4 separate regions of the Sus scrofa genome follow, and regions 1, 2 and 4 are each linked to region 3. Evidence: chromatin contacts called from public promoter capture Hi-C and targeted proximity ligation data. All regions are on one chromosome and are shown on one strand. The core of a region is the stretch at or near the end of the contact, and the rest is flanking DNA. Distances in the headings are between cores, read along the strand shown.

What was found. Promoter capture Hi-C pulls out the DNA fragments that hold promoters and counts their contacts.
Region 1: a contact with region 3 is called in a targeted proximity ligation map of skeletal muscle. A contact is called at or near these places in 4 of 47 Hi-C or Micro-C datasets (embryonic fibroblasts, epiblast stem cells, liver and 1 more) and 2 of 2 datasets of targeted methods (alveolar macrophages and skeletal muscle).
Region 2: a promoter capture Hi-C map of liver shows a contact between it and region 3, with 2.7 times the contacts expected there. A contact is called at or near these places in 1 of 5 promoter capture datasets (liver), 9 of 47 Hi-C or Micro-C datasets (brain, embryonic fibroblasts, fetal skeletal muscle and 6 more) and 2 of 2 datasets of targeted methods (alveolar macrophages and skeletal muscle).
Region 4: a contact with region 3 is called in a targeted proximity ligation map of skeletal muscle, with 3 times the contacts expected there. A contact is called at or near these places in 1 of 5 promoter capture datasets (liver), 9 of 47 Hi-C or Micro-C datasets (embryonic fibroblasts, heart right ventricle, liver and 2 more) and 2 of 2 datasets of targeted methods (alveolar macrophages and skeletal muscle).

What each region holds. Positions count from the first base shown.
Region 1 is chr5:87,085,419-87,091,850 of Sscrofa11.1, reverse strand. It overlaps CFAP54 (cilia- and flagella-associated protein 54), which reads left to right. Exons shown (of 68, transcript XM_021092730.1): 3 at 2,328-2,471. Among named protein-coding and RNA genes, the nearest start is that of CFAP54, 14 kb to the left of the region's middle.
Region 2 is chr5:87,262,670-87,268,817 of Sscrofa11.1, reverse strand. CDK17 (cyclin-dependent kinase 17) reads right to left here. Exons shown (of 18, transcript XM_021092731.1): 8 at 5,731-5,845; 9 at 4,573-4,667; 10 at 4,134-4,196; 11 at 1,917-2,040. Among named protein-coding and RNA genes, the nearest start is that of CDK17, 86 kb to the right of the region's middle.
Region 3 is chr5:87,177,653-87,183,733 of Sscrofa11.1, reverse strand. It overlaps CDK17 (cyclin-dependent kinase 17), which reads right to left and starts at 3,602. Exons shown (of 18, transcript XM_021092731.1): 1 at 3,511-3,602.
Region 4 is chr5:87,290,872-87,297,336 of Sscrofa11.1, reverse strand. It overlaps ELK3 (ETS domain-containing protein Elk-3), which reads left to right. Exons shown (of 5, transcript XM_021092733.1): 4 at 4,130-4,252. Among named protein-coding and RNA genes, the nearest start is that of ELK3, 61 kb to the left of the region's middle.

The sequences.
Region 1 (6,432 bases), core at 346-2,845, 90 kb after region 3:
TGCATCTCGGTTCGGCCTTCCTCTGTGTTGAGAGTGGAGGCACTTAGCCTGATGGGAAGGCGGAGCTTCCCAGCCTCTGACGTCAGGCGGCCCCGCCCGGACACCTGCGCGGCCCAGTTTTAGGGGGGGTGGTCTCGACCAGCCCCAGCTGTTTCGCCCTGGGCCAGAGCCGACTGCGAGTTCCTGCAGAACAGCGAGGCTGCGTGAAGCTGGGAAGGTATGCAAGTAAAGAGAGGAAAAACAAAAAACCAAAAACCCAAGTGAGCTTAAGTAGTGAAGGTAGTTTACAAGCCGAAGGTTATTTTTTAACAAGACTTCTCTTATCTGTTGTTCTGTAAATCAAACTCATGCAGATCTCTTTGTTAACAGGTTCCGTTAAGTCTGTAGGGCATGGTTTCAAGTCTTTTCCCAATCTAGTTTCCCAGCTTCCTTTTTCTCCTGCATTTCTGTTTTATGGACCTGAATACTTTGGGTCTGGGAGGGAAATTTACCACATAGAGGCTAAGAGGTGGAGGAACTTTGTTAATGAAGCAGTACCATCTATTTTCTGCTGCAAAAATTGGAGAATTACCTTAGTTCCGTGTAATTGGACCATGGTTCTTAGAAACTTGAAAATACAGAGTTTGGAAAATTCCAGGAAAAAAATTCAGATGAGGTCCAACTTGTAAGCTAGATTCATGTGAAGTAACAGTTTTGACGAGAATTGAGTGCCTCCTCTATATGTGTGTGTATAAATATAAATATATATATATATATATTTTTTTTTTTTTGTCTTTTTTGCCATTTCTTGGGCTGCTCCGACGGCATATGGAGGTTCCCAAGCTAGGGGTCGAATTGGAGCTGTAGCCGCCGGCCTACAGCACAGCCACAGCAACGCGGGATCCGAGCCGCGTCTGCAACCTACATCACAGCTCAGGGCAACGCCGGATCCTTAACCCAGTGAGCAAGGCCAGGGATCGAGGCTGCAACCTCATGGTTCCTAGTTGGTTCCTGAGTCCTGATGGGAACTTTTTTTCCCCTCTATATTTTAATGCTTCTCCTTAACATAAGAAGTTGGTGGTACACAGCACAGTTTGGGGTTTGGGAGAATCCAGGTGGATGGAAGTGGAAAGAAGAAGCATGTTAGAAATTGATGGAGAAGGTGGTGACAGATAGTGACTAAGGATTCAGAATATTTCAGATAGGATATTTAAACTTTTACGTAAAAGAACAAAGAAAAAAGTAAACCTACTTTTCACTGATGGGAAAGTGGGCAGATAAAGGTATTTATAATCCTGGAAACAAACTTGAGTGGTTACTTTGGTTTCTAGAATCTCTTTATTTTTATTTTAGTCACAGTAAGGAACATCTTGTTGGACTATTCTTGTTTTGCACGGAGATTTGAATTTATTATATGAATCAAGTTAGAATGGAAAAGATTCAGAATTAATTAGTGAGCAAGTAACACGTCCACAGAAATAGAAACAAAACAGCGTTTGCCTGTGATGCCTCCTAAGGGGCGAGGTAACCCAATAGGCAGTTCACATCCAGGGCAGTTGCTTTTCCTGGAAACACAGTTGCAGGGGAGGAAGCCAGGAAGGGTGGCAGCTGAGTCATATGCAGAGCCCAGCTCACAATCCACCGCCCTGAACCTCTCCAGGTCGACGGTGCCCCGCGGGCTTCAGAAAAGCGGCGTCTGACTTTGTAATGGGAACAGAAGCATGAATTAGAACTAACACGAATCATAACTAACGAGAGCTCAGACTTTTTTGATTTGTCCTGCTGTGATGTCAGAGACTGGACAGATGGAGGAAGCCAGCTCATCACCTGCATTGTTCTTTTCTTCCTTCTTTCTTTCCTTCCTTCCCTTCCCCTTTTTCTTTCTCTTTCCTTTTCTGTCTTCCTCCCTCCCTCCCGACCCTTCCCCACACTTTCTTTCTTTTTTGGAGCTTAGGCAGCATCAGAAGCAAGGCCGGTTATAGAGCTCATTTTCCTCCCTCACTGGGTAGGTGGGTTACCATGATCTAGTGAAGTCGAATCTTTTGGATTTTGAGTTTAGCCAGGTATGACCCCCCCCCTCGGTGCCCTGGTGCCTCTTCCCCCTCTCTGAGGTCAGGATGGTCTCATCTCACAATAGGCTTGGGAGGAGGATTAGATGAAATAGTGCACGTGCATTGCAGTCTGTTACAGAGTGTGTGGCAATGCTGCTGCTGCTGGTAGTAATAAAATAACAGTAATAAGCAACATGGACACTATTAATATTAGGAATATTATGACTGCGCCCTAATTTTCACAATGTTAAGCTTCAAATGGTATTTTGAAACTTACCAGTCCTCTTCTTATTTCAGGAATATAAGTTGGCCCTTTTACAGTGCTATGGGAGGTACCTTCAGCAGTTCACCGTCAACTTTGATGAGCATAAAGCAGACGTGAACGAATTCAAAGCTGTATTTTTTCCAAAAGGCCTTGGAGACAAAACCGCTGCACAAACAGTAAGATGAAAGCAGTAGCTAGACTAGCTACCACTGATGATCAGCTCTGCAATAGTATATCCTTTAGTTGACAGCTTCTCAATGTCTTTCATTTGCTTAGCATGGCGTTTACCTGTGTGTTCTAAGTTGCTTAATAAATATTTTCTGTGCTGGATGAGAAAGCGCGCTTTTAAATTTGTAAAGATGCTTTGGGGATTGTGTCATTGGAATCCCTTCTTCATCCAGTAGACAGTTATTATTATTATAATTACATATTGGTCTAATACTTTTAGTTCACAACGTGCTTTAGAAAACATATCGGATCCTCACAATAATTCTGTGAGTTAGATACTATTATTATCTCTATTTCACAAGAGAGAAAAGAGAAAGCTAATCACATAGCATAACAAGCAGTGGCTCTGGAGAGGAAACAGATTTTTTTTTTGATATTAAAAAAAAGTATGCTTTTTTTCCTCGTATACCAGTATTATGATGTTAATTGCTACCAGTGAGTCATTTGTTGAGCAGTTATGATACGCTAGGTAGTCTTCTAAATGCATTACAGGAATTTTTACCTTGCAGCCTCCTTGCAGTCTTAAGAGATTGGTACTATTATGCCTCTTTTACAGATGAAGAAACTGAGGTTTATTAGAGAGTAAGAAACCTAGTCCACTTAAGGCACTGGGCAGAATTGATGTTTGAACCCTAATCAGTCTGACTCCAAAGCTGTGTTATTCCAAACTTAATGATTATTCTAGGCCTTGAAAACAGTATGTGGTTTAATAAGCAGAAAATCGCAAGCGCGTTGAAGGCACACTGAGCAGGTCAACTTGCCTGTAACATAGGTGCATGAATAAGAATTCTGAGCAATGTAAGTTGATGCCTAAATGGAGTCCTGACACCAACAAGCAGTTCTTGGGACACCAACTGAGTGTCCTACGGTTCAACTCAATCCTGACTGTGTGCCCGGAGGCAGTGCCGGATTCCACCGGTTAAGGGCTCAGTCTTGCAAGACCAGTCCCTGTCCCACCCCACCTGACCCCTACACACTTCAGATGCCAGTTGCAAGCTCATGCTACCTCTACTTCTGACAGACTGGCTGTATATCAGAGGGTCCCACACCCCCCTTCTTGGGTTGGAGAACTTGTTGCAGTAGTTCACAGAACTCCTGGAAACAGTGTACTTACTAGATTGCAGGTTTATTATGAAAGGATATAATTCAGGGACAGCCAGAGGAAAAGAGATACATAGAGCAAGACCTGGGGAAAGGCTTCTATGGCTTCTAAAGATGCACCATCCTCCCAGCACCCTCATGAGTTCATCATCCTGCAAGCTTCCCAGACACCATCCTTTTGGGATTTTATGGAGGCTTCATTACATAAGCTTGATGAATGGACTCATTGGGCACTGGTGACAGATTCAACTTCCAGCCCCTCTCCACTTCCCTGGAGGTCAGGGGATGGGACTGAAAGTTCTAAACCTCTAATCAAGGTTGGCTCCATTGGCAACTAACCTCTACCCTTAGGCACTTTCTGAAAGTCACCTCATTCACAGAGCAAAAGACGTCTTTGTCACTCTCAACACTTAGAAAATTCCAAGCGTTTTGGGAGCTGTGAGCCAGGAACTGTGGACGAAGACCAAATATATATGAGAAATATATTTTGGCCATCCGAATGACCAAATGTGTATTTCTTATAAATTGTAATATCTCAGTGCCCCACTGGGAAGAGTACTGAATGAAGAGTTTGAATTTTTAAGGCCCCTCCTATACCTTCTTGGTCAGGCTTCCATAGCTCTTTCTTATACATACCATTGCATTATCCTTCTACGCAGCCTGCCTAGCTTAGCATCATTGCACTGGTGGGCTCCACTGTGTGGAATTCTTCTATCCTAGATCTCTGTGTGGGTCACCCCTCACTTCCTTTGGGCCTCTTGTCCTCCCTGCTTTAATGTATTGTCACTTAAGATCACCTGATAAGTTTTCATTTATTTATTTTTACCACCTGTCTGCACTTTCAGAATGTGAGCTTCAGGAGAACAGGACTCTGCTCTAATATCTAATCTCTAGTGCCTCCTGTAGTGCCTGGCGTGGATGTGTTAAATGAATGAATAAATTAAGTAGTATAGCCAGAATTCTTAATCCAGGAGTTCCCGTCATGGCTCAGCATTGCCATGAGCTGTGATTTAGGGCACAGACATGGCTTGGATCCTACGTTGCCGTGGCTATGGCATAGATTGGCAGCTGTAGCTCTGATTCAACCCCTAGCCTGGGAACGTCCATAGGCCTAAAAAGAAAAAAAGAAAAAAGCAGAATTATTAATCCAGAAGCAGTAGGCAAAGTAGATGAGACAGAAAAAGATTGGAGGCAAGAGGCAACAAAGCATGAGTATGCCAGCAGGACTGGGTGTGAAAAGACAGGAAGACTTTGATGTTTCACAGGCTAAGGTTTAGGTTCTGGCACAACACCGGCACACCACAGTTCTCAATAAATATGTATAAAATGAATGCATAAGAGAATGAATGGATTAAAAATACAGCGCAGGAGGAACTTGACAATGCAGAACTAGAGATCTTGAGAAATAGATTTTGGAATAAACATGTGTATTGGTCATAGTTGAAGAGGTAACTCTGGAGAATTTACTGTCGGGATATTAACAGCAAAGTTTTGTATACCTATGTAATCATGATATTTAATGATCCCCTTTGTATGCAGTATGGGGGGCAGAATTTCTAAAAGTTTGGTCTCTAGGACCAGCCTGCCTGGGTTCAAAGACATGTTGTGCCAATTCCTAACTGTAGGATCTCGGAGAAGATGTGTAGTTTCTTTGTCCCTCAGTTTCCTCATCTGTAAAACAGAAGTTATACTGAGACCTACTTCATTGTTTCGTTGTTGTTGTTGTTTTAGGATTGCTGAGATAAATAAAGACTTAGAATAGGGCATAACATTTAAAAAAACATTATGTATCATTATCTACTTCTAAAAGAGAGAGCACTTTGAAGGTAAGAACTATTCCAACATATAGATGCCTTCAACAATATCTTCTGTGAAACCAGCTCCATGGTTGCTAGAATTAGCATCCATGTATCCAAGCAGGAAACCTGCCTGGTGAAGTAAGGCCCATTTTTATGAAGACTGTCCGCTCCTATAGCTTTAGCAGTACTGAAGATTCTCAAACCAAAATCTACATCTTACATTTTGACATGTCCCAAACCGAACTCATCTTTTTCTTCCATAATTGGCTCCAGCCAGTACACAAGCAGGAAACCATTGCAGCCTTCTCTCTAACCTCCCACTTCTCGTTGGTGACTAAACCCGGTTGATTCCAACAAGACTTGTCTCTCCTCTTCTCCTCCTTCTCGCCTCCAGAGCCCCATTTCAGGGCCCTTATTTCTCTGGGTGACCTCAGGGCCTCAGATCTCTCCTAGCCTTCTGCATGCATTTTTGCCCTCTTTGCGTTTCACCTCCACACTTTTGTCAGTGTGAATTTCTAAGGTGTACATCCAGGCTTTGCACTCTGTTACCCTTTGGATTTGTCCTTTGGCCTTGTCCTTTGGCCATAGTGCATATTCCTTGGAATGGTGTGGATGCTGTCCATGTTCTGACCATGGACGCCCCCCACAGCCTGATTTCTTTATCTTGAAACTTCTCATCCAACTTTAAAAAAGACTTGCATTTAGTGGCCACAGCAACCACCCTAAGCATTCCTAACACTGCCTGTGCCTGGGACGCATTCCCCTCTGTCTAGAGCCTGTCTTTCTCGTCTTCCATGCCTTATTGCTTAGCAAAATGTGGCAAACAGAGGTGCTCAACAAACATTTGTTGAAGGAATTGTATAGAGGGAAATACTTGCATCTAAATTAGTATGTTAAGATGCCATTGGGGGATTTATAAAAAATTGATTCAATTCTCTATTCTTGGAAATGGAATTTTGTACTTTTTTTTTTTTTTGCTTCTGAAAAAAAATTTTTTTTTTGACTGTGG
Region 2 (6,148 bases), core at 1,303-3,802, 86 kb before region 3:
AACACTGAATTTTTAATCTGTTAAATAGCTGAAACACTAATATTTATCAAATTTAATGAAATATTCCAAAAGTAAAACTACTATAATCACTTTTGAAAAGTGATAAATACTAGCCATGAAAACTGCAGTTTTTAAAAACAAATTTCTCTTAGAGTATTCAAACTCTCAGAATGTGAATATTTAAAAAAAAAAGCTACTATACAAATTTCCTTAATATAAAATAATTTACTCCCAAGAGGCAAGAAAACATGTAATTTTATTTTACCTTTCTAGTCCCTTAAAATAAAATCCACTAAAGAGATACAGGTAGATAGCTATAATTAAATTAGGCATATAAATAAAAATGAGTCATAGTGACAGGAATATTAAAGGAATCTCTTTTGGTAATGGCATTTAAACTCTTTGGTCTCAAGACCCCTTTTAGACGCTTAAAAATTATTAAGAACCCAAAGAGTTTTTATTTATATAGACTATATTTATTGATATTTGCATATTAGAAAAACAGAGAAAAATCTAAAACCTATCCATTAAAATCATCACTTACATTAACATGAATATTTTTAAGAAATATATTTTTTCAAAACAAAAATTAGTACAAATGGCCTTGCTTTACCATTTCTGTAGTCTAATTTAATAGAAGGCAGCTGGATTCTCATATTTGCTTTTGCATTCAGTCTGTTATGTGCTGCTTTGATTGGAGTTTATGTACATGGAGAATAAAGATTTCACATAGATTTGAAGTTGGAAAGAAGATGTTTTAACAGCCTTTTCTGATTATTGTGCACATCTCTTTTGCTACATCAGAATTAGGAAATATTTAGCTTTTTAAAGATTATGTGGTAAATGAAACTGTATCAACTTCTCATATTCTTGTTACATTACACTAGTCTATCTTGTACTTTAAGTGGATATTTTACCTCTGCATGATTCTTTAATATCATGTACTGGTCATTTGGAAAATATTGGTTCTCTGAATTATTCAGATATTACAATTCTTTACACATTTTTTTAGCATATCAAAAATTAATATCATCACTGATCTCATCAGAGAAATCTTCAAGTATCAGGGAAGCTATCAAACTCAAAATAGCAGATCCAAATTTCCAAAATCTAATTTTTGCTTGAAAACACAGATTTTACTATTATCAAGAAAGTACTTTCACAGTTGTTTTCTTTGATATGACAGGCTCACTTCATTCAAGAAAAGGTCTGCCAAATACCTAATTCTCAGTAACCACAGTCTGTATACTGATCATTTTTTTTTCCAAGTAAAAATGATACTTCTTTTTAAAAAAGGGCTAGTTCAGCTTGCGCTAATATAACTACACAAGCACTCTTCCTTGAAAAAACTATAGTATTCGGGGTGCAGCAAATGTGTTTTCTGTATATTTTCCATTTCATCATACAAAATATTAAAAAGATATATTCAAAGATGGAGATTTAATAAAATTTAATAAATTTTACTGCTTCATCAGATACTTTCTGAAGTGTTTTCTTCCTATAAGTGTATTGTAGTGAAGAATACAATGACTACTAATAAGTACAGTTTGGTGCAAATGCTTCGATTTATACGAAAGGCACCAGTAGCTCTGCCCCTTCTTACTTTTGGAAAATCAATGCAAATATTAACGCAATGAAAAAGACAAGTAAACATTTAGTATAATTTGATATTACATTATACTTTTGGAGATCCCCTGAAAGGGTCTCAGGACTCTTAGGGGTCTATGCCACACTTGAGAACTGGTGACTTTTAGCATTCACTTATGTAACTCACCCGCCCAAGTTTTCAAACGTCTTATTCCATGAGCTAGTGAGAAAACTTCAAGCCCACATAAAAGCAATCTTACAGTGTCAACAGTTGTTCTTTTAAACTTAACCACCTGGATCTATTTATAAATATCTCATACATTCCATACCAAAATCTGCTAGCTTTAATTCTCCTTTTTCATTAATGAGGAGGTTCTGCGGTTTTAAGTCTCGATGCAAGACCTTTCTTCTGTGGCAATATGCCAAACCACGTAGAATCTGGTATAGAAACAGCTATAGAAACAAAAATAGAAATTAGTCTTACAGATAATAAGATATACTTTGGTATAATTTATGGCAAACAGAAAAGCAACTGGCCTAGAATAGTAAAAGAAGAAAAAAAAAGGATACCCATCCTTTTTTCACATGTTGTTTTCTGAATTTTACAATTTATTATTATTCTATTTGAAGCATCTATAATTTTTTTTTAGTCTTAGAAAAATAAATACTGAAAACAAAGTGAAATGAAACTGTCTTAGTAGTAGCAGTAGTTAATTTGTTACAGAAAATGATTTCAAATAAACATATCCTCAAAATCTTATAGGCCTAAGGTTTACAGTTTAATTATGAAATTCTGGCAAAACAAACAATCATCTTGTACTCCCCACTTCCCTCTCCCTCGCCAAAAAAAAAAAAAACAAAAAAAAACCCTGCTATCTGGGACAGTGTCTAAAATAAAGCGTTGGAACTGGTGGTTTTATGAACATTCTGAGGTGTCAAAAAGAATGGTGCTGCATAGCTCTGGCAAATTATGTGCTATAAAAATAACCTAAAATAACCTAAACCAGCTTCTATCACCCACCTCCTGGGTACTTGACTTTCAGCACCTCCTACTCAGCCTTCAAAATCTGCTATGATTCAGAAAAGGAAATTACCATGGTAGAGCTCTGAATGACTTTTTGAAAAAAGCAAGTCCTATAAGGCTCATGGTAGACTTTCTGTTATGGATTTTGGTGGAAAAAGGAATGTGAAACAAGAAGGTCTTTGATTCTTTGTGGTAACAACAAAGAGCCTCAGTCCAGATTCAAGAGTGTTGCTTTGGTTTACTTAAAGGTAAAAAATAGCATTAGAACTCTGAGAATAGCCAAGAGAGCAGGTGAACAATGGGCCTGAAGAATTTCTAATCAGTTAGCAGAGTTTCTACACTCTGCATATTTACGTATTTTGAAAATTCTAAAATTACTATTTCCAAATATTCCTGTTATATTTTTTTCCCCAAACATAAAAAGTAAGTGCTATTTAAACAGAGAATAAAACACTTAAGCTAGCTATCTAGACCTGGCTTAAAACATACAAATTTCTCAAATCTTTGCCAAATTATAATAATTAAGGACAATTTTCTTTGCAAATTGTTGCTAACGTGAAGGCAGAAAAAAAACAACATAAAAGCCACAAACAGAAATAAATACAAGTGAGATTCAAAACACCTTGCAAAATAAAATGTAAAATATGATGAAAACAATTCTCACAGCATATATATGGTAGGAGACTTAAAGCCCTGTTCTAAAATTCTTAGCAATGTGTCACCCATGTTTTGGAACGTCCAGTAAAAGAAACTGGCTCTCCTTTATAACAAACTATTTTTAAAAGCATGTAAGTTTAAAGTTACTATCTAGAGAGTTGGAAATGCCTCAAACACACAGCTGGGATAACCTATTTCCAGAACAGTTTCTCACAAACTGTTGACTAAGTTTGGATAAAGAAATCTTGGGTAAATTTGGAGTATACCAGATCAAAGAAACCTACTGTAAGAACACAACTACATCAAAGGTTTTTACTTGATTTTACTTTTGGGTTTCATTTGGCACTATTTAGATTTTGATATAATAGGCTTGTTTTCTTTTTAAGCTGATTATACCTGTAAATGTAATTCTATAGATACCTAAAACAATCAGTGCTATAAATATGAAAGGAAATGTCAAAAGCACTTTTTAAGACTTTTTAAATGAAGTCGTTTTACAAAAACATTTTATTCTAAGAAATACTACAGCTAGTAAACAGAAGTTCTGAGTATATAGATTCAGAGGATAATAACCTATTTAAAATGCCTAACAGAGGAAGTTCCCTTGTGGCGTAGCGAGTTAAGGAGCTGGCATTGCCACAGCTGAGGTGCAGGCAGCAACTACAGCACAGCTTTGCTCTCCGGCCTGGGAACTTCCACATGCTGTGGCTGTGGCCAAAAGAAAAACAAAAATAAATAAATAAAAAGGTAGAAAATACTGAAGCAGAACAGTTATGGGACTGGCATATTTCATTATGTAATGTAGTTCTTCTATGCTTAGTGTTTGTGTGCTTTAAACAAAAATTTAAGACACATTAAAGCATACCTTTACATTGTGCATACTCATGATGTTTCCACAGTCATCCATGTACTGTTTTAGATCTTTATCCTGAAAAAATACAGCACTTTATTATGTGATACATAGTTCTGAGAGGGCATGGCTGATTTGCTTAATACTATTTAGTTCTTAAAAATAAGCTTTTTTAAAATTAAAGTACATTTGATTTACAATGTTGTATTAGTTTCTGGTGTACAACAAAGTAACTCAGTTATATATGTGTGTGTGTATATGTATATATGTATGTACACACATATATATATGCTTTTGCAAAAAGTAAGTTGTTTTTTGAGAAAAGATACTGAATTCACCACACATAATTTAATCAGATACTAATAACAATAATGTCCCTAGGGCTGTTAAAAAATCCAATTTGCTATGTTTTATTACAGTAAAATTAAATATTGAACTTTTATTAAATGCTTACCAGATACTCAAAGACCAGGGTCAAAGATTTATCTGTGTGAACAATGTCATGTAAGGTAACAATATTTGCATGTTTTAGATCCTTTAATAGTGAAACTGTAAAACAGAAAAAAAAAAAGTCAATTATTTAGTCTGTAATAGCCAGTGTTTAAAAAAACCTTAAGTCTAACATAAATGACTGAGTTTAAGAATCTCTTAAATTGAAAACATTAATCCACCAAAGGAATTTGTGGTAGAAATTCTAATAGAATCAATTTTTTTCTTTGCTCTTATGGTTCTGGGTTTGACATTTTTAATACTTAAAATTATCCCCAATGTTACATTAATATTCTCTATATCATCTTCTGTTTTTTCCTCAAATGTTAACTTATTAAGAATTCCAGGTTTAATTTAGGAGTTCCCGTCGTGGCGCAGTGGTTAACGAATCCGACTGGGAACAATGAGGTTGCGGGTTCGATCCCTGCCCTTGCTCAGTGGGTTAAGGATCTGGCATTGCCGTGAGCTGTGGTGTAGGTTGCAGATGCGGCTCGGATCCTGCGCTGCTGTGGCTCTGGCGTAGGCTGGTGGCTACAGATCCGATTAGACCCCTAGCCTGGGAATCTCCATATGCGGCGGGAGCGGCCCAAGAAATAGCAAAAAGACAAAAAAAAAAAAAAAAAAAAAAAAGAATTCCAGGTTTAATTTAGATACAAAGTCAGGGTACTTTTTCCCTCCATATTGCTTATCAGTTGCCTCCAACTATTTTCTGGATAATATGTCTTTTTAAAAAATGGTGTCATTATATATCTACATCCTGTATATACTAATTTATAGTTAGTATTTCCCTAACGTCAAATATTTCTCTGACAATGATCTTTAATGACTTCATTACAATATTTCATTATAAGCTGTACAATAATATGATTAATTCCTTTCTGTTAAATATTTCAGCTTTAGATACTGCTCCCCCTCCACCCACCCCCGGCCCTGGTTTTATTGTATTCTTTTTCCTCAATAAGATGCCAAAAGCTTATGATGGCATATATCTTCCAGTCATCTACTATTTCTATATCTGAGTTCCTCTTACTTACACAAAATGAACTCTTATCATGCTGCTTTGGTTTTAAAAGTTCTATATAAAGTTCATAACACATTCTTCTCACGAAAGTACAAACTATACCTTCTCTTATTGCTGTGCAGGGCGCACCTTCTTCATGTTCCAATCGGATCTCTTTCAATGCCACCAAATTCTCTGTCAATTTACTTCTTCCTTTATATACTGTTGCATATGTACCCTGTAAAATACATTTTTGAAAGACACATCAAAAACATCAGAAGAGTCTGTCTACACCATCTATACAATAAAGAGCCCTAACTAAATCTCTAATTTCTAAGCATATGTTACATTCCATCTTGCAAGGAAAACTCTACCATGATGACTTTCGGTTTTCCTATAGCCCAGAGGACTTTCAGTTCCACACACAGTTTCCCTACTCTTACCACCCTATAAAGGGGTCCCTCAAAAGTATGAAAACAGGAGTTCCCGTTGTGGCTTAGTGGATTAAGAACCCGACTAATATCCAAGAGGAGACGGTCTG
Region 3 (6,081 bases), core at 2,353-4,852:
GTGCTCTCCCCCTCTTTAAACCTGGCAATACTGTAGGTTGAAAGCTACTAGGTTTAACTAGGTTTTCTATTGAAGGCAGGTTTTTACCTCACAAATACTGTGAGATAAAAACACATTTTAAAATGCCATAAACCTGTTCATCATTTCAAATGCAAAATGCTATAATCAGTTTACAAAATGCATTTTAAATAACTTTTCCATTTAAAAAAGTTTAAGCAAAATTACACATTCAAAATTCGAAGAACTCAAAAGACTTTCCTTCACATGTATGAAAGGAGGCAACTTTTAAAATAGACAAAATACTCTAGAGAATATTTTCATAAGCTGTATTTAACATACAATGTCTTTTTTCTACAATACAGCATATGTAGAAATGTATATTCAATGTAATTACGCATCATAGAAGTATAAAAGCTATAGAAAAGAATGCTATGACATGCTGTAATTTTTATTAGGACTAAAGAACAGTAATAAAGATTCAAAGTGTACCGTCTTATAGATATTCAGTACTATAAAAACACTAACAAAGAAAACAACAGAGCAAAAATTTTGAGTTCATAGATAATATTTTTTACTATTAAGGAACATCATCAGCTTCACTTCTGAACATCTCCCTCAGCAGCCATTATAGTTCCATTGTTCGCAATAAAATACTTGCAGTTTAATTAGTACTATCTCATTAATAATGGAAAAATAGAAAAATATTGCTGAAAATAAGAGAAAAAACAAAAGCTTTGACAGAGCAAATTATTTTATATGCCATCTCTTTCCACCATAATCACAGGACTAAACTAGTATCTGAAAACTTAATATATACACGGCCATTCTGCGCTACGAAGCAAATAAAATTTTTCCATTTTTTTCTAAAACCAATTGCACTTATTAGAGCAAGATTACTGGTGTATAAAGCTACTAATTGGATCGATACTATACATTAAATCAACTATTTTAATTTCATCTTTGTTTGCTGTATCTCTCTTTTTTCCTTTAGGTAATCAGAGTACATTTGGCAGACTACACTATTTCAAATATCTAACACCAAAAGTGACTCTTGGGGCCTGAATCCAAGGATAAGAATAAATCACACATTTTACAGCATCTTTCAGTAACAGGCAAATTAGGATATTAACAAGACTTTAATTCTTCATATACTCTTTTACTGATTGTAAAAGTAATGTGAAAATTTGAGAAATACAGAAATGTATTTTTATTCATCCATAAATCCTACCACTCAGAAATCTCTGATAATTTTTTGGTAGATTCCCTTCTGGTGAGAATAAAACTTCAAGTATCTAACTAGACATAAGAAAAAAAAATCCTAAGAAAAAAAATTTACATAAGAAAAAAATCGGTGTATCCTCAATATGGCCTTTTGATAAATGTTATATAAAATATTAATGACATAACCTATTAATTTTGCAGAGGTTAAAAAAATAGCTGTTAAGTGGTGAGGGAGGGGGAAGGAAGTCCCTCAATTCAGAGACTAGTCCCTAAACTGAAATCCCTTTTACAATTTTTACAGTGTCAACATTTAAATGGCAACATGCAGCAAGACAGGACTATTCTCAAAATACCACTGATAAATGGTAACATCCCTACATCAAACAGGTTTTACATTTCTTTCCATTCAATGTTTTTATTTACACTGTTAAAAAAATCAATGAATTATATTTGCAGAGTAATTTGAAAACAGCTTAAATTCAAATACTAACCTATTTCCTTTGAAGCCTAGCATTCAAACCATTAGGGTTTCTGGCCTAGGAGATAGTTTACCAGATAAAAGGTTACCAGTTTTACATTCCAGTAATCTCTTTCATATAAAAAAGAATATTCCTTAAAAATAGCCACAGTTTTTTCTTTTGTTCCAGCCCATTGTTTTTGGAAGTATGCAGAAGTTAGGAATACAAAGACGGAAACGACTTCATCAGTAAAGCATCATTTAATAAATAAATCAACTACTTAATCTCATAAAAGAACAAAACCAAACCAATAATATTAATGGTAGCAAAATTTTTTTTCTTAAAATTGGGTTGAACTTTATTTCTAATTTCAAGGAAGGCTCTCCTTGCAAGGCATCAAAATCTTAAAATCCCATTCATTTTCTTCTGTCCAAAGATAAAATAAGTCTAAAATACAGTGACTCAGATTTGTTACTTTGACCTTCTTACACAAGTGCCTTTTAAAAGAAATCCTTCAACAAAAACTCAAGAAATAATCACCAAAGTTTGAGGAAAGAATTATCTAAGTCAAGCATTTCCTGATAAATGACAGGTCTAGCGGCTGCCAGGGATACACACACTGCTGACCCTAGGAAGAGCCAAAACTCAAAACAAAAGTTGCCACTTCTGTATCTAAAAAAATCATTTGGCTAATAAGAGGTGATAATCCGTGACTAACGACGTGTCTTTGGTGGACACATTAATAAAAAGGAGGAGCGCCATGCATTTGAGCTAAACGCTTTTGCCATTTTCGCAGAAGAAAAGCTAATTGTTAATGGCCATGTGACATTATAAGATCCCAGAAAGGAAAGGGTGGGAGGAAGAGAGAGGAGTTCAAGGCAGTTCAGGGTCAGAACAAGCTCAGGCATCCTGTCATTAGCAAACGTTCCCCAAGCTGAAGGCAAAAGACTGCTTACTCGAAAAGGAGTGGGTGAGAAGTAGGGGGAGAACGAGGGGAAAACCACTGGCGACTCAATGTGGCAGGGAGGGGGTGATGCGCGGGAGAGAGTGTGGAGCTATCCAGCCGAGTCGGGGAGCAAAATCATCCCGCACAAAAACCCTGAGACAAGCAACTGCGGCGGAGATGACAATACTTGGCAGCCCCCCACCTGCCCCTCCCCGTCGGTTCTGGGGGTTTCCGACATCCCCTCCGCCTCTGCTCTTGACCGGCGCTCAGGGGTGTGACCCGCCAGCGGGAGGCTGCGCGGATCTTTGTCTCGGCCCGCTCCCCACGCGAGGGCTCCTCCTCCCCTCGCTCCCCACCCGCGCACACCCCCGGCGTCTCCAAGGAGCTGGAAACGCGGCCGCCGCCGCCGCCGCCGCCGCCTCGCCCACCTCCCGCGGACCTGAGCCCCTTCCTGCCCCTCGGGGCTGAGCCTCCCGTTCCCGCAGCTCCACCCCCGCCGAGGGGACCTTTATGCCGCGGGGGACTTTCTGCCTCTTCCCTTCCAGGGCCTCGCGGGGAGACCGGCCTCCCCCGGAGACCGAAGCGCCAGCAAGCACCGGAGGCGGAGGCGGCGGCGGCGGCCGGAGGCGCCTCCCGCAGAGGAGCCCGAGAGTCAGACACCCACACCTCACCCCACTGCCGGAAACGCCCGGGCGAGGGCGACAGGCACAAGCCACCCCCCTGCGACCCACCCACCTCTCTCAACTTCCCCGCGGGGCCTGAGCCCCCCGCGTCCCCACCAGCCGCCGGCCCAGGCCCGGGTCTCGGGCACGCTCCGGCCCCTCTCAGCCCCAGGTCGGCGGGTCAGGGGGGAAAGCCCCGCGCCACCGCCGGCCGCCAACTCACCAGCAAGTGCGGGGGCCGCGTCCTGAGACCAGGCGAGGCGAGGCGGGGTGCAGGCGGAAAGCAGCTCGGCCGACACCCGCGGCGACCGGATGCAGGTCCGGGTCCCAGCGGCCGGCAGACCCGAGGCGCCTCCGAGGCGCAGGCCTCCGCAGCAGCCGCCGCCTTCCAGCTCAAGCCGAGGGTCCGGAGCCTCCAGGAGGGGCCGCGGGTCCCTCACGCGTTGCCAAGCCCCCCGGACAACATGGCTCCCGAGCCGCCGGGCCGCGCGGGCCGCCCACTAATCCCCGCGGAGGAGCGCAGCCGGAGCCAGGCGGCCTGGGAAGCGCCGACGCCCGGCTGAGGCTGCCCGGCCGGACGCGGGCTCCTTCTTCCCCGGGGCCGGACCGTGAGGAGCTGAGGAGACGGCGGGCGGCCGCTCTCGCTCGCTGCGTGTGCGTCGCTTTCTCACTCGGCGGCTGCGGATTGACGCCTCCGCCTGTCCCCCGGGGGGAGAGCGAGCGAACAAGAAAAAAGACTTTTATTGAAACGATCCAACCAGCAGCGGCAGAGAAAGGCGACCGGCCGCGGGAGCTTCCCCCACCTCCGCCCGAGCCGCTTGCCGCGGGCAGCGCGACCCCTGCCGGCGGCGGCGGCGACGGCGGCGGAGGGGGCGGGGCCTCGAGGGCGGGGCGGGGTATCCCCGGGAAACCCCCCACCCCGAGGTGGGGCCTGGGTCTGGAGCCCCGAGCCCCGGGCCTCGGGGCGGCTGGAGGGGGTGGGAGGGGTGGGGAGACCCCACGTAGGTGAGAAGGTTAGGCACTGCCTGTCCACCGCGACTGGAGGAGAAATTATCTGAATAATCCCCCCCTTCATCTTCCACCCCCCAACAAAACAAAAACTGCTGCTGACATTATCCAAGTAATTATGTAATTGAGAGACCGTGGCCACGGTTCTCTGTTGGTTCTCTAGAGAGCTGGTGTCAAAGGACCTGCACTTGAGCTTGATTGCTGCAACTTTTCTCCTTTATTGTGGTTAGGTGAGGGGGTGGGTACCAGGGCAGCAGTCCCTCACACAGGCGGCATTTATTCATTTAAATTACCAACTTCTTTTTCTTATATTCGCGGCAATATACTAGGTCCTCAAAGCACGGAGCGTCTCTCTGGGGTGAAAGGTACTCCATAAACAGTTATACAAATCCGAGCTTTGAGAAGGGCAATGGAAGGTGCTCTGAGAACAGAAAGGAAGTACTGTTGCAGAGTTGGTTAGGTTGTGTTTTCTTGGAGGAGGGGAGCGGTGGAGAGGTTGGCCCAGTTTCTGTAAGTGTCTTTACTTTCTTCTTTCCCAGAGGCTAACAGCTAGTTCAGGAATGAACAGCAGAGTGAAAGTGAAGACAAACTGAAGTAATACTGACCCACATTTTTCCCACTAAGAAGGATAAAGGCAGAGTAAACACAAACAGAAACCCCTAGAGGGAGATAATGAGAGGATTGAAAAAGAATGGAGACCGGATGTAGACAAGCTAAACAAGAAAAAAAATTAAAACCACATAAAAGGCCTGGTGAAGTGAGATATAAATATTTGTCTACTGTAATACCCAGAAATAGACTTAATACATTTTTAATGCAATTTCAATCACATTATGTCCTAAGGACTTTTGACAATTATCTTCCTGGAGTCTTGGGTGAATCCTTTCTCCCTAAAAAGAATGCCTGACGACTTCTTTTATTTTGCTGGACCAAGTTGAGTGTATCTACTGTAATATCCAACAATCATACATTTCAGTCAGATTTCTCCATACCTCTAAAATTACTAGAGTCCATAAATCAACGTTTATGCTCTGAACATATTTAACACGTGCTTATCATAAATGAATTCAAATATATAACAAGCTTTCCTTTAGAATAAGTGGACTTAAAAAAAAACTTTAGTTGATGCTTTTTAGATTTATCCAAGTCAAAGAACTCTGTAACATGGCAAGAAACAGCATCGTTTAGAGATCTTCTAAAGTTGGAAAGACAGAAAAGTTGATATTTACAAAAGATGTACTTATATGCCAAGTATTTTTCACATACCTGCCTTATTTTTTTAAAAAAATCACGTCTTTTTTTTGGTCCCTTAGTAATATTAAAAGTCATGATAAAAGTGAGTTTACAAAAATGGCATCCTGAGTTTCCCATCAATAATTCCTCCTTCTGTCATTATTGGAATGATTCCTTATTCCACTGGAAATCAAGATTGTTCTAATTGCCCCATCTAAAGTTGCTAAAGAGCACCTTTGCCTCTTCCTACATCTTTTATTACTGTAATAAAGATTTAATAATTAGAACTTAAATGAGATTGTATCCATTTTTTTCCCATCAAAAAAAATTCACTGGCCGTTCCTAATGTGCCAGGCACTGTTCTAGGCGCTGAAGATACAGAAGTGAACAAGACCGAAGAGGTATGGAACTGTTTTCTGATGGTAGCAACAAGAAATAAACAAGTAACTTATTTAAGGAATTCATCACTCATAATCATGAGAAATACAATGAAGAAAATGAAGCAGTAATGGAAAAGAAATTGAGGGAAGGGACAGGAGCTGGATGCTGAGGT
Region 4 (6,465 bases), core at 1,652-4,151, 110 kb before region 3:
TCATAGGAAGGACACCAAAAGCACAAGTGCCTATTTTTATGACCTTCAGACCTAGCTGTGACAAGGCACGCATGCACATGCGCACACACACATACACACACAAGATCGCACATGGCTAGTGTCAAATACACAGTGCAGAGAAGTACTTTAGGAGCAAAAGGGGGAAAAGGCATTTCGTTCAATTCAGCAAACACAGATTGAGCACCTGTCAAGCCAACTGCTTTGCTTGGAGCTGGGGATGCAAACATGAATTAATCCGCATTCATCAGGGAGGGAGCTCCTAACTTAAGTTGACTGATAGAGTATCCCGGACACAGCAGAAAAGGAATCCTTAAGTATAAAAGGAATACTAAGGAAGAAGGAACTGACTTTTGGGGGAATGGGAAGGATGGGAAGAGGCTTCAAGGAAGGGCGATCACACGGGGCAAGGTGTTAAAGGATCCGCAGCAATTATTTGGCACATGGGGCGAAGAGGGCACTGTGGGCAGAGGAGCGCTTGAGCCAGGGGGTAAAGATGGGAAACTGCTTTGGGCATGAGGGCAGTGCAGTAGTTTGATAAGAGGGGAAGATAAATTCCAAAGGTAAAGGATGGGTGGGAGATGGAGCCTCAGTGACACAGGGAGAAGTGTGTTGCGGAAATGACGTGGGCTGGGGAGGGCTGAGGCTGGAACTAGTTAGAATGAGATGGTACAAATGCCAGGTGAAAGACAGGCTCTAAGGCTGTGACAGCGGCATGGGGCCAAAGGGGGTGAATCGGTCACAGGGACCTCCATCAACAGGACTTGGCCAAGGGTACGGAGGCTTTAGGGGAAGAGTCAGACGGGGAGTGTGAGCGGCACGGGAGGAGGTAAACTGACGGAGGTGGAGAAAGGCTGCAAGTCCAGTCTGGGCTGTGTGGAGTGTGAGGCGCCTGAAGGACATTCTGTTGCAGTGGGAGCTGAGGCAAGAGTTCGGGGCTGGGGATAAAGTCAGGGAGTCATCAACACATAAGGGGTGCTTCAAAAGCATGGAAACACATGAGACCACTTGTGGAGTGGTCTAGCCCTGGCTCACCTGGGAAGTTCTAGAAGAGCTGCTAAAGAACGAGGAGGTTGGAATTGTGTGCTGCTCAGGACATTTCAAGCGAAGTAGGAGGGTTCACGTGAAACTAGGCTATGGGGGAACCTAGAATTTTGGTTGAGGAGGTCATACTTTTTTTTTCCTTTCCTGAAACTGAGAAGCATAATGTCTTAAGGTGATTGATTCAGTGGCAGTGCTCAGAACAGGTTGCAAGGGAGAGGTCAGAGGCAGCTGGACTGTGGTAGGTGGCAGCTGTCACATGCCACCTGCAAGACTGGAAATGAGGGGATAGAGTCATTTCAAGGAAGGATCCCCGGGCCACACCCAGAGATTGTGGGAAGGGGGCAAGGGGAGAAGGCATTTGCATCTCAGTGACTGGGACGCTGGGTTGTACTCCGGCTGTGAGGGCAGGGGTAGTGTCTTGTTTTATCATTGTGTCTCTGGCACCTAACACGTGTTATGTACTCAGTATCTGTTGGGTGGATAGATAAATGGTGGTACTGTTGATAGAAATAGATGAGTCCTAAGAAACACTGGATTTGGAAAGGTGGCGAGTTTGTACCATTGGGCTGAGGGGAAAGCAGCAAAGTCTCCTTTGAGGAGGTGGAATTTTGATGGTCAGAGGGCATCCAGCAAGGGCATGTCTGTATGTTCGCTCACCAGGTTTAGTGCAAATGTTGGGCTCTCTAGAAGCCTCAGTAATTGAGTGACAGAAGAACGTGGGGCGGACAAAATTGAGGTCCTGATGGGGTCTTTTCCCTTGAAAATGAATTGTCCTTGGGCCCTAGGGCGTCTCCTTCCCTGGCAGGTGGCAGGATCAGGAAGTCCTTATCTGCCCCTCAGAGGAGCCCATTTGCGAAGACATTCTTGAGTGAAAGAAGAGGGAGCATTTGGTTTGCTGGTGGCCTCTTTAACCTCTGGCCTTGGGCTTAGCCTTCCTTCCGTGACTCAAGTGGCTCGTCTGAGGCTCTGAAAGCTCACAAGAAACCAGAGATAACCCAGGCCAACCTTTATAGGAACTTCCCTTAAAAGAGCAGCCAACCAGTTTTTTCTCGACAGCCACGGGATCTTCAGGCAGAACAGGGATGGGGGAAAGGAATGAAGGAAATCATTTCACAGCATTTATTTGCGTATATTATAGAAGACGTTTCAAACATACTAAACATGAGAAACAGAAGGCCACTGTATCCCTTAGAAATAAATGTGCAAGCATCTCAAATCCAGACATGGGTGTGTATTTTAGACTCTGAAACGATATTCCACACCTCATATGTTGCTCAGAGGATTAAAGCAGAAAGGCTGCCTGTTTGTGGCTGTGGATGAGAAAAAGTGATGTTTTGGAGTTTAAAGGATTCACGGGCGCACTGGAGCCACAAGACCTTCCTGGGCAGATAAACCAGGTCGTGATGCGCTGGTTCGTACGTGTTAACGCGGCAGACATACCGAGGTTGGAACCTGGCCTCAGAGTTCATCCTCTCAGATCGCCTGAGCTGTGTCCTTGAACCTGACGTGACTGAGAGGAACCTTAAAATACTGGCTGACTAGGCAGGCGTGTCTGTTTTGGGACATGAGGGGCTTTTCCACACGCAGGTGCAATACACTCAGTCAGGTACACTTTCAATTCATTGCTAACGAGGACGGTCTTGAACACTTGCGAGGCAGTTGCCGTGTGCTAGACGCACGTTCAGAGCTTTGCACACGTCGTTGACCCTTCCTGACAAACCCGTCATGTAAAGAATGGGGGCATTTCCCCCCATTTTGCAGATGAGGAATCTGAGGCATATCAGTTGTACCTCGCTAGTAAGTAGCGGTTCTGAGACTGGCACCCTGGCAGAGCCCACGTAAAACCACTGAAGCCTTAACCGGTAAGCCAGATGGCCTGGCGTGCTTGTGACACTGCCTTGGATGAGAACAAATGGGAAATTCATCCAAAATACGTATGTATCCTTGTAACCTCATAGGTCATTAAGTATGCAGGAAGTGCCGTGGAACCAAAGATTCACGTAATTTGGCATAAATTAGTTTACTTTTCAGCAGCTTCAGTTTAAGAATCTTTGGGAGTTTATCTCCTTTCTGCTGAATAGAGACCTTTCCACTTAGTTTAAGCCGAATGTCCTGGGTAATTAATGAAGCTGCGAAGGCCAATTCTAGGAAAAGATGCTAACTTCAGCATCTAGCATGATGCAATCTGAAAAGCTGGAGTCCTTGCTGTGCTGCTTCTTACATGGAGCACCTCACTACCACCACAAAACCACTGAGGGGCGCCCTCTAGTCACCAAAGGTGCAAAATCACCCTGGATGAGGGCGTTTGCCTCTGCCGAGAATAAAAGCAGACTTCGCAGCTGGGGTGGGTTGTTTCTTCTACACACTAGCTGGCTAGCTGGGGTGCAGGCCAGGACTCCTGCTGTGTGTGTGCCAGCAAATACAATCCTTGGCTCTCTCCTGGGAGACCCAGAGTTTCGGCTTTACACCCAGTCTGACAAAGGATTTTTTTTCCCCTCTCCAAACCATTGCCAGGGAGATGAATTCTCATCAGGCGCATATCTGGAGTGGAATCTGGAAAACCCAGTTCAGAGCTTTTGATGAAACTGCTACAGGGTATTTTAGCTGCAGTTCCTAATGTATTAAAGGGCTGTTATTGATAGAGAAAATGAAGCTTGAGAGGCCCTTTAAAAAATGTGTGTCTCTGTGTATAGCCCAAATAATGGCAGTCCACTGTAGAAAACTAAGAAAACACAGGCAAAAAAAAAAAAAGGAAGCCCTTTCGTGGGATCCCATTTGCTACTCCACTAAATCTTGTTTAATGTGTGAGGAGGAGCAAATTCAAGAAAGTATCTGGACAAAAGTTGCTACAGACTTGAGTTTTCTACCGTGCTTAAGGAAGTTAATTTTCCATACTTTCTTCCTTTATAAAAAAAGAAATTCAACTGCATACAGCCCTGTAGAAATAATATGTCAGATTTTCCCCAAATGGAGAGGCTTGTTTCTTGGTTCATGGCTAATGCCCCTGGCCACAGCTGGAGTCAGGTGACGCCTGTATCAAAAACCATGTGTGTGCTTTCTTTCCCAGACACCAAATGGATTGCTTCTGACCCCGAGTCCACTGCTGTCCAGCATACATTTCTGGAGCAGCCTTAGTCCAGTTGCTCCACTGAGTCCTGCCCGGCTGCAGGGGCCAAACACGCTGTTCCAGGTGAGCATTTGGAAATGAACTTTTTAATGTGGAACTTCTAAGGGACATGCTTCCTCAGGAAATGCTGCCAAGATCATGGTGTGCTCTGCCCTACCTTTGGTTAAAAAAGATCAGGTCTCCACTGCTCTTCTCAGCTGTACATTTTGCTTGACAAGGTTAATATTTACGTCTGTGCCAGAGGCTCTGCCTGCTGGTATTTGGGTTCTTGCTGGGAGAAGGGGGAGCTAAGAAGATTCTGACTACTATCTTGCTTCTCTGGTTCCCTTAGAAGGGTTGAGATAGGATGTCATGATTGACTATATCCCTGGAGTCATCAGGTTTCTCCTCCTGGTCCTTCTTCTCATCACAGGAAATTGAGATACAGTCACACACAGCCAACATGTTGATCCGCGGCCATAACTCGGGCAAGGAAACCAAACACTAGAAATAGCAAAAAGCAGTGAGCAAATGCAGCAGTAGGCAAGTTTTAGACTAATAATCTTTTGGTAGGGGAGCTAAAAGGCCTTATTTTCTGGAAGTCTCCAGATGGGAACGGCAGAGTTCCTGAGTAGATCAGAAAGGAGTTGTATGGTGTGTACGTACAGGCAGCTCCATGGTGCTAGGAACTGCAATACTACGCCAACCCTAGAATCTAACAGGGGCTGCCCTAGGGTTCCGTAGATATTTGTGAATGGGAACAGATTATTTGTGAATATGGAATAAGGTTCGTAGATATTTGGGGTCTCTTCCTTCTGCCCGTCCCTGTCCCCCACCTTACTTGGGCTTCTGCTCTCTGATTGGTGCACGGCTTGGCGACTTCCCAAGAAAGCCGTGGAGAACTACTGGTTGAGAGTTCTTTGGGATCTCTTGCCTTAAGATACCAAACTTTTCCCAGCCATTATTCCCAACGGTAATAATGGCTCATGTCCACAGTCATTCTACATATTGCTATCAGGAGCTCTGGGAATTGGGAGATACGCATGTTCCCTTCTCTTCAGTCACTACTGTAGACCAGCGGTTCTCAAAGTGAATGTACAGCAGAATCAGATGGCGTGTGTGTTCAAATGCAGTTTGCTGGGCCCCACTTCCAGAGTGTCTGATTTAGAAGGTCTGGGATGAGGCCTGATAATAACATTCTTTCGAGTGCCTAGTAATGCTGCTCCAGGAATCACACTTTGAGAACCACTGCAGACCAGTCGTTCCCCAAACTTATATTTAGAATTCTGCAAAAGAAATGCTGCATTTAAAGGCTACCTGCTCAGGAGTTCCTGTCGTGGTTCAGTGGTTAACGAACCTGACTATGAGGATGAGGGTTCGATCCCTGGCCTCACTCAGTGGGTTAAGGATCCGGCATTGCTGTGAGTGAGCTATGGTGTAGGTCGCAGACACGGCTCAGATCTGGCATGGCTGTGGCTGTGGTGTAGGCTGGCGGCTACAGCTCCAATTTGACCCCTAGCCTGGGAACCTCCATATGCCGCTGGTGTGGCTCTAAATGACAATAAATAAATACATAAATAAAAGGGTACCTGCTCAGAATTTTAATTTTGATTTCACCAACTGGACTTCCCTTTCTCCTGGAGCCATTCAAAACACAACCTTGAAGAGGAAAATGCAACCAGGTTTGGATGGCTGATGGGTCTCATGGCTTTGGGCCCTCTTTTGTGGACTGGGATCCACGAGACTAAAGAATTTTGTACCTTTTCAAGTATTATTACTTTCCCTATGATAAAAGCACAGAGTGTGGTAGAAGCTGAAATCAGCAGTTTTGAAAATGGTAAATAACATGGTAAGAATACTTTTTTTTTAAAAGATTACTATCAATAGTGCCCCCCTTTCAAACTAATAAAAAGAAGTTTATTTAAAAATACAAACTTGGAGTTCCCTTTGGGGATCAGTGGAAAAGAAGCTGAGTAGTAGCCATGAGGATGCAGGTTCAATCCCTGGCCTCACTCAGTGGGTTAAGGATCTAGTGTTGCCATGAGCTGTGGGGTAGGTTGCATACGTGGCTCGGATCTGGCGTGGCTGTGGCTGTGGCACAGGTCGGTGGCTACAGCTCCCATTCGACCCCTAGCTTGGGAACCTCCATATAACCGTGGGTCTGGCCCTAAAAAGACAAAAACAAAATGCAAAAAACCCCCGAAAACCCAAACATTTTCACCTAAGCTGTATCACTGTGTTGGAGGAGGAAAAAATTAGACTTAGTGAAGTTTTAAATAATGCTAGCAAATTTTGTT